Regions from separate parts of the Capra hircus genome. Here regions 1 and 3 are each linked to region 2. A link is a contact called in public Hi-C data. All regions are on one chromosome and are shown on one strand. The core of a region is the stretch at or near the end of the contact, and the rest is flanking DNA. Distances in the headings are between cores, read along the strand shown.

The links. Hi-C and Micro-C count contacts between places; a contact is called where the count stands out from the background.
Region 1: a contact with region 2 is called in a Hi-C map of blood, with 3 times the contacts expected there. The contact joins the enhancer-like site here to the promoter of MAPK13 in region 2. A contact is called at or near these places in 2 of 5 Hi-C or Micro-C datasets (both in blood).
Region 3: a Hi-C map of blood shows a contact between it and region 2, with 2.2 times the contacts expected there. The contact joins the enhancer-like site here to the promoter of MAPK13 in region 2. A contact is called at or near these places in 3 of 5 Hi-C or Micro-C datasets (all in blood).

What each region holds. Positions count from the first base shown.
Region 1 is chr23:38,486,028-38,488,880 of ARS1.2, reverse strand. PNPLA1 (patatin-like phospholipase domain-containing protein 1) reads left to right here. Exons shown (of 10, transcript XM_018039266.1): 9 at 1,317-1,422; 10 at 2,114-2,853. The coding sequence ends at 2,164. Among named protein-coding and RNA genes, the nearest start is that of C23H6orf222, 23 kb to the right of the region's middle. Within about 2 kb of position 1,455, at least 1 of the 5 cell types and tissues checked has an H3K27ac peak or open chromatin away from gene starts, as enhancers often do.
Region 2 is chr23:38,661,105-38,664,095 of ARS1.2, reverse strand. MAPK13 (mitogen-activated protein kinase 13) reads left to right here and starts at 1,413. Exons shown (of 12, transcript XM_018038788.1): 1 at 1,413-1,620; 2 at 2,482-2,611. The coding sequence starts at 1,502.
Region 3 is chr23:38,416,644-38,419,343 of ARS1.2, reverse strand. No RefSeq gene overlaps it. Among named protein-coding and RNA genes, the nearest start is that of PXT1, 40 kb to the right of the region's middle. Within about 2 kb of position 1,358, at least 1 of the 5 cell types and tissues checked has an H3K27ac peak or open chromatin away from gene starts, as enhancers often do.

The sequences.
Region 1 (2,853 bases), core at 206-2,705, 180 kb after region 2:
ATAGGTCTGTGAATTGGCTATGATAGCTATGCGTAGGCTTACAGCTTGGGGTCAAGTCTGTCCCTGTCCCTTTTATTCAGGACCAGCAGTAATGCCAGATCTGCTCTTCTCCTGGAGCATGGCTAGATAGATGTATCAGCCTGGCTTTCCTCTGCTGGCCTTATCTCTCCTCTAGTAAAAGTTCAGTGGTCATCTGACTCAGGATGTATAACTGGCCTCAAAGTAGAAAGACAGATTGAGAAGCTGAAATACTGCCTACAGGCTGCAGGTGGAAAAGGAGGAGATCCGGCTTGCTGATTGTTACTCACATCCTTTTTTTTTAATGTTTATTTATTTTTGACTGTACTGGGTCTTTGTTGCTGTGTGTGGGCTTTCTCTACTTGCAGCAAGCGGGGGAACTCTCTAGTTGCAATGCACGGGCTTCTCACTGTGGTGGCTTCTCGTGTGGAGCATGGGCTCAAGGCACTCAGACTTCAGTTGTTGCGGCTCACGAGCTCTAGAGCTTGGGCTTGGTTCTTGCAGTGCACCGACTTCGCTGCTCTGCAGGATGTGGGATCTTCCCAGGCCAGGGATCAAACCTGTGTCCCGTGCACAAGCAAGCAGGTTCTTAACCACAGACCAAGTCTGTCAGACTCCCCAAATTTCCGCTATTAGAGAACCTTTCCTTTGAGTTACTATGGAACCTCCCCCTATTCAAAGGTAAGTTTATACAACCTTGGAAATCAACGATAATCCAATGAAAAAATTTTAATAGGTGAATTTAATAATAGCTAAAACTTACATAGTAGTTATTATATTCCAAGCACTGTGGCACAGACAGGTTAAGTGACAAGCCCAAAGTTACACAGTTGGTAGATGGCAGAGCCAAGATCTGCATCTGTCGCCAGGGCCCAGCCTCCAGGGTAGAAGGAGCGCTGGAGTGAGAGTCAGAAGTCACAGGGTCTAGTGTAGCTCCTCCATTTGGGCAGGAAGAGGCCTGGAGAGGCACTCGGACACATGGCAAAGGGTAGGTCAGTCTGGCTTGGGTGCCATGCTAGAGGCTGAACTTCGTCTGTGTTGCTGGGGAGTCATGAGAGGATTTAAACAACAGAATGACACAGTCAGATTTGAAAATTATCCATGAGTACCCCAAACCCACATCCCAGCATTTCTCCAAGATGAGTTCTGCAGGTGTCTCCCTGCCGTTTCCCAGAGAGGGCAAGTGACTGGCTCAGGGTCACACAGCAAGTGGAAGAGGGCTTGGAAATCAGGATTCCCAGTTCCCCCTTCTGGTCTCGTTTCCTCTCACATGTGCTTCCTCGGCTTCTCACATCCAGGTCTGCCCCCTGCCCACTTGACTTCTCTCTGATCTCCACCTCCGAGACAGTCTGGGTCGCCTACAAGCCTCATCCCAGCCGCATGCAGGAATACAGCTGCCCTGAGGTGTGGAACGCCCCAGGGTGTCCCTGGGGGCCAGCCACTGCCGGTCCTGTGCCGGGACGCTGTGGTGACCTCTGAGGCCCGTCAGCCCATCTTTCTTTCTGCCCCCACCTGCCTCTTCCTGGTCAGGGTCAAGGCCAACACTAGCCTGTAGAATGCCTTGTGCACCAAGACAAGAGCACCCTTTCCTTGAGAACGTGACTGCCACCTGCTGGAAAGTTGTTGTAACGTGCTGATTTTTTTTGAGCAATTGATTACCGACTGCTTGAAAACTGCACGGATGGCCGCATAAACACGCCTGTGACGTGCCCGCCCTTCTGTACTGGCAGCACATGCTTGTGCAGTACGCAGTCCACACAACTGTGCTCAGCATACTGCAGACCACTCCACCTCTTCCTGAAAACCCAGATATCAACCAGACTTTGTAAGTCAAAAAATACGGCAAACGCGCTTCCACCAACTCCTGCTTTGCAAATGGAACTCTGCTTTTGCAGAAGACCACTTGTATAACAAAGGAAACCCTTGAACTGGCTTTTGATACAAATTGAGATTTCCTCTTTCCACATATCAGTGTGGCTATTTGCTCAGGATGCCCAAAGCATATGAAGGTGTGAGCAGTGGTCTCGGTGGATATGAGGGGAGGGAAGTACTAGATTTGGGACTTGGCGATGATGAATTTGTGTCCTTTTTCTAGGAAACTGTGAGCCGAGAGAGGAAACTTGAGCTGAAACGGGAGAGAACCTGACGCTCGCGAGGCTGAACCTTCTCCTCACTGTTCTCAGATGCCCTCCTTTCACCCCAGGCCTTGCAAGGACTGGGGTCCCACCCACTACCAAGCCTGTTGGGGTAAAGGATCCTGCTTCCCCCAGGCAAGAGCCTTCTGGTCTAAACATCCTCCCAGCTTCCCTCTGGTCCTTCCGCTACTCTGCTCTGGACAGACAGATGGATGTCAGAACAGACAGTAAGAGTGGGCAGCACAGCCTCCTCCCAGGCAGCTGGGCTCTGAGTCCTCCTCCCAAGCCAGCCTGAGTTTGCTTCTTGGAGACCCTCGTCCTCTCCCAGGAGGTCATCCACGGGGCAAAACTGTCGGGGGTCAGGCAGAGCTGAGCCACGGACACCCTTTCCTGTTTCCTGCAGTGTCAAGAGACCACATCTTCTTCTGCTGTTTGTTTTTTGTTCACACAATACACAAAAGGCTTGACCTGGAACCAGCGGACTCCATCTCAGCCACTCACGGGAATCCCCTGTCCTGCTGTGCTGACAGAGGGGATGGGAGGCCGTGTGTGCCCTCCCCTCCCCTTTCCCAGCCCAGATGAGGGCAGACTCTGTCTGCTGTTCACACCTCAGTGAAAACGATCCACAAGAAAGAGGCCTTTAACTTCAATTTTTACAGCCTGTCCAGAAAAATAAAATAAAATTAACTCACTGCTTGTG
Region 2 (2,991 bases), core at 164-2,663:
GGTATGTAAAACACTTAGAATAATGACTGGTACACGGCAAACATAAGTTAAGTGTTCATCAGATAAATATTTTTTTCACCTCTGATGGGCTGACTCTCCCACTCATTCTCCATACAGTTTTTCACAGCCTACTGTGTGACCGACGCACGTAAGACAGATCCCCCGCCCGCAATGCCTGTTGGGCATTTCTGTGGGATCCCAGCACCTCCCTCCCCCACGCCCCCCAGGGTCTGATGCCACAGGACTGTGTGGGGCTGTGGCACAGGGTTTGGGTTCTGAAGACTCCCTAGGGGGAGCTCCCTGGCTTTGAAGCGCAGCATCTTCATTCGGTCCACAACCCAATTCCCAGGCCAGCAAGGGGTCAGCCGAGCCAGGTCAGGCATCTGGACCTCCTGCAGCCATTCTCTGCCGCTGACCCTGTTCGTGGGAGGTCTCCGTGATTTAATTTGAGCCCAGAATCTTCTTCAGGATGCACAAACCACCCAGACACAGGTGGCCGAAGGCTTGTCATTGCCTTCACAGGGCAGTGGGAAGCCAGCAAAAGCTCATTCAAAACTGGAAATGTGTATCTAGGCCGGATGGTTCATATTACAGAATTACTGTTATTCGTTCTAGGTGTAAAAAAGATACTGTAGTTGTGTTTTTAAAACAATCCTTATCTTCTAGAGATACGAAAATATATTTTCAGATGAAATGATAGGATGCCTGGTTTTGCTTCAAAACAATGGGGGAGGAAGTATGTAGAGGAAACAAAATTGACTAAGAGTTGATGTACTTGTTGAAGCTGTGGGGTTCGAAGTTGGGGTTATGCAGGGTCATTAGAATCTGCTTATCAACATGTGATTCAGAGATCCCTGGGCCTAGGAGCTGGGGAGAAATGCAGAATCTTGGCTCCACCCCGGATCTCTTGAACGAGGATCTGTAATCAAGGAAATACACCGGGGATTCGTGTGCGCATTCAAATGTGAGAAGCACTGGCTACTTTCGTATGTTTGAAACTTCCCATACCAAACAAGTTATGGGCTTTTGTGGGGTTTTGTTCCCCCAAAATTGTCTTAAAAATCTCCGAGATCTTCCTACAGAATCCTCCGCTGGCAGCAGCTGGGAGGCTGTCTTCCTGCCTTCTGCCTTCCGTGGGGGCCCCTAAGGCAAATGGGCCCCCAGGCCGACCGCAGCACCCGGCGGGAAGCCCCCCGCACCCCATCCCCTGCACCGCGGCGCACCTGCCGCTTCGCGCGGGTCTGTGGCCGGGGTTCCGAACTCGGACCCTGGCGGAAGCCCGGGGCTCCCGGGAGCCGCGGCCGGGCAGGCCCGGGCGGGGCCGCGCAGCGCACCTGGGCGCGCCGGCAGGTGGGCCGCGTGGCCTGGACAGGGACCCGCCCTCGCGCAGGGGAGGAGCGGCAGGCCTGGGCGGGCACCGCGGGCGGGGGCCAGGTGCTGGGAGCCCGGCGGGCCGCGAGCGCAGCCACCGCGCTGGGGCCGCCGACACCGAGTGCCCGGGATGAGCTTCACCCGGAAAAAGGGCTTCTACAAGCAGGACGTCAACAAGACCGCCTGGGAGCTGCCCAAGACCTACGTGTCCCTGACGCACATAGGCAGCGGGGCCTATGGCTCCGTGTGGTGAGACACCCCCTCCCCCGCGCCTGCGCGACACGGGGGCGTCGGGGGCGCCCGGGGCACCGGGCCAGGCCGCTGGTGGGCGCCCGGGCACCGGGACGCGGGCGGGGCCTCCGCAAGAGCCAGAGCCAGACCAATGCCCACCCTCACCCCGGATCTGCTTCCCGGATCCGCATCCGGGGGCCCTCACCTGCTGGGCGCGCGGAGCTGTGCCCCCACCACCTTTGATCAAGGACCCCAAGGCCCAGAGTCCTGCGGGTTGGGAAGACTTTTGCGGGTGCTTTTGCCAGGCTGAGCCCTGGGACTGGAGGAGGCAGCAACTGGACCTCGAAGTGGAGTAGCAGCCTCGGGCTGTGGAGGCTGGCCATGGGGTCGCCCCAGGCGCCAGTTCGCTTTTCTCACCTGCTTGCTGGGGGGTCTCTGTGGGTTGAATTAGGACTGAATCTGTTTCTCCAGGACTTACAAGGGACCCCAGAGTTCATCTGGCTGAATCCCGATTGATTGTTATTTAATACACATGGGTACACAGTTGGGCAAACAAGAAGTGACTTGCCAAGTTGTTTGGGATCCTGTTGATATTAACTTGTGTTTGACCCTGGTGCAGGGCACCTCTCTCAGATCCTGCCTGCTCCCTCCTCGCTCCCCCAGTCCCACTGTGCTTTCAGCAACTCACTCACATTCCCGGTGGTGGGCATCAGCTCCTCCCAGCTTAGGCTGCTGGCCCAGAGGGATTGGGGTGAGGATGGCCGTGGCTCCCCAGATGGCCTGGCAGATGCCACCCAGGGTCTGGAGCCCTGCCTGCCCCTGGGCTGGGGCTGGGGGTGGGGGGGCGTGCTCCCTGCTGACCTGCCTTTGACCCTACAGCTCAGCCATCGACAAGCGGTCAGGGGAAAAGGTGGCCATCAAGAAGCTGAGCCGGCCCTTCCAGTCCGAGATCTTTGCCAAGCGGGCTTATCGGGAGCTGCTGCTGCTGAAACACATGCAGCATGAGAACGTAGGCTGGGCCTGGGGGCTGCTTCGGGGAGGCAGGGACGGGAGGGCAGCCCCAGAGAGGGTCCTGACCAGCCCCTCCGTGTGTGTGCACATGCGCACGCGCACACACGGAAGATACCCCAAGATGCTGACCCAACAGCGCCAGCAGAAAGGGAACCTCCTCCCTGCTCCTCTGGATCCTTGTTCCTCACCTGATTATTAAAACTATGTGCCAGGACCCACCCCGCCTACTTCCCAGGTAAGGTGCAAGGGAATTTTTGGCAGTGGAGCTGAATGAACTTGGTGTCTCACTGTTATGAGGAAATGGGCACCGAGGAACTCCGTAGTTGTTCTAGATCTGAGACCTGGTGCCCAGTATCCTGGTTAATGTTGTTTCCACAT
Region 3 (2,700 bases), core at 109-2,608, 240 kb after region 2:
CTACAGATATGGAAACTTAGGCTCAGATGCTTGACTTCACTAAAGTCACCAGGGAACTGAGGGAGCTCAGTCCTTTTGATTCCTAATCAGCGGCTGAGGGTGTGGGTCAAAGGTAGGGAGGCATGTGCCCCACACAGGTCTCATCTGGGCCTCTGCTCAGCGAGTTGGTGACCTACTCAAAGATAAGGTGATAAGAAAAGGAGTTAAGTTATTCCCAGGAAAGAGCCTGGGAAGCTAGGAATTGCAAACACCATTGCCCGGCTGGCTGGGAAAGGAGAAGTGACATCCTTGAACAGGTAGCTTTCTGGTGCCTGCAGTTCCACCCTCCCTCCTGCTACTAACTCTGCCCTGAGAGGTAGTGAGCGCCCCATCACTGGAAGTGTTCAAGCGGGGGCTGGATGTCTCCTTACAGAGCACACCTGAGTTGGAGAGTTACATACATCTTGGTAGGAGAAGGCAGGCCTTTTGTCTCAGAACACTCTGCAGATTCGTGACCCAAACACCAACACAAGAGGCTTTGCGCCACCTGGTGGACAAGGGTTTAAACTGCAGGCCCTTCCAGGGAGAGAAGCCTACAGCCTGAGTGTCCCTGGAATCCTAAACAGTGAAGCCAGTTTCCAACCATTTCAGAACCACAGTGAGAGCTCGGAAAGGTGAGGGGGCGCAGGGGGGCAGGGCTGCACTGGGCCAGGCACAGGCATCTATCAGAGAGGTCACTGTTACAGGGAGGACTTATTAACAGGACTCAGGAGTTCTGAGCACGTGCCTGGATTTGAAGGGAACACCTCTTTCCCAAACTTTATTCCAGATTCCCGGGATGACAAACTGGGAAGCTACTTGGGGGAAGTGGGAGTGGGGGCGGCGGCATGGAGATGGGGTGTTGGGGGAGGTGAGGAGGAGGCTCATTTGTTCATTCTGCTCATCTTTATATTTGGGAATGACCCTGAATTATCTTTGCCTAGAAGTAAAATTCCCAAATTGAGTTCAGTTCTGCATGAGCCTCCACGAAACCACCCATAAAACCCCACCCCCGTCATTAAAAAAAAAAAAAAAACCCTCTATATTTTTGCTCCATGGGTATCAGGTTCTGAAAGATTTTGTCTACCAAAGTGTATATTATCTATTATCTTACAGTATCATTTATTATCAGTCAAAGGCCTCTGCAGTAGCTGGTAGGAGCTGTGATGAGCTTCGTGCATTGGCCTTAACCACAGAGATTTCATTTAAGGTGAGCAAAAGTGAAAACGTCTGAGCGCAGTGGGTCGGTGCAGCCCCATCTGAGGTGAGCCTCATTCCGCTCACCCCCAGCTCCCGCCCCAGGCTCTGCTCTGGGTGGTGAACCACAGAGAACGAGCCCCCATCTTGCACCGGCTGCTCTTCTCACGATTTCTCCTGGTTTCACTTCATTCCTGAGGAAAGAGCACAGGTTTACTTAGTGGGCCACCCCAAGCCTGGATCTAGCTGTCAGGGGCCAGCGACGGGGTGCAGCAGAGCCCCCAGTACGGGACCTGGGACTGCACCTCTCAGGAAAGTCTGTTGGGTGAAGGCTCCCTGTGAATGGGCTTCAGATAGTTTTTTTATCCTCAGAGCATCACTTACCGCATGAAATAGGTTATGTGCAGGTTTTGCTCTTGGGAGTTTCCGCTTGCGTTCCTCACTGGTTAGATACAGAACCAATGAGAAAGAGAGGGCTCTCTCCTCACCTTCTCAGGGTCTCACCCCCAGTCCTGATCTGCTTCCCTGTCTGAGTGAGCCAGGCTGACCCCAGCACGAGCTTCAGGGACCCCTTTGCCCTCGCCAGGGATGGGCCTCTGCAGCCTGCCCTGCACCCCACATTGTCCCTGACCCCTCGGACCAGAAGGCCCTCCTCCCCACTGTACCTCCAGACCTCAACCTTCTCTCCCCACTTGCCACCCCCAAACGTAAGCTTTTCTTTGGAGCTGTGTTTGCTGGGATAACTTTTATTGAAATGGTGATGATGTTAAAAATCAGAAGAGACATGCCTTTCTGTTTTAGCAACACTCCCCAAGGCTTGGGCATTTTGTTGTTGTTAAGAAGTGTCCAGTGAGTCAACTTTTATTTAGATGATGATAATATTGGGGGTCAGAAAAAATTTAAGAAATTAAAGGATAATGACGACTTGGTGGCCAGAGGTTTCTCTTCTCCACTTGCCGCAGACAATGCTGTAGCAGTCAGGCGTCTTCTCCAGCATGGGCATGAGTTTTTACATAAATGGAGCCTTTCGCAGAGCTACTTCTGGCAGAAATTTTATAACCACTTTACCTTATTCTCTGCAAGTGCCCACTCGTGAAAGTAACAATGGCTTTGTTATACAGAACACATCTTTAACACAGAATTGAGTTTTAAGGGGGTTTTTATCTAGGCCTCAGTGATGGAATCATCCTGCCTGGAGAGCACAAAAGACTTAGTGAATTACAATATTCTGCCCTTAGCTCTGCTGCCTGATGACGCTGTTGATCAGCAGCGGCTGGGCTTTCTGACCTGAACATCAACCTCAAGTTCCATTTTGGATACAGAGATGAGTGGGCGTGGGGGGAGAGGGAGATTGAAGATGACAGAGGTGACCTCAAGCTGATGAGTAACTAAATTAGTGACTGGTTGTTTTCTGTTTGCTCATTTTTCATTTTTTGGCCAGGCCTCATGGCTTGCCGGAGAAGGTGATGGCACCCCACTCCAGTA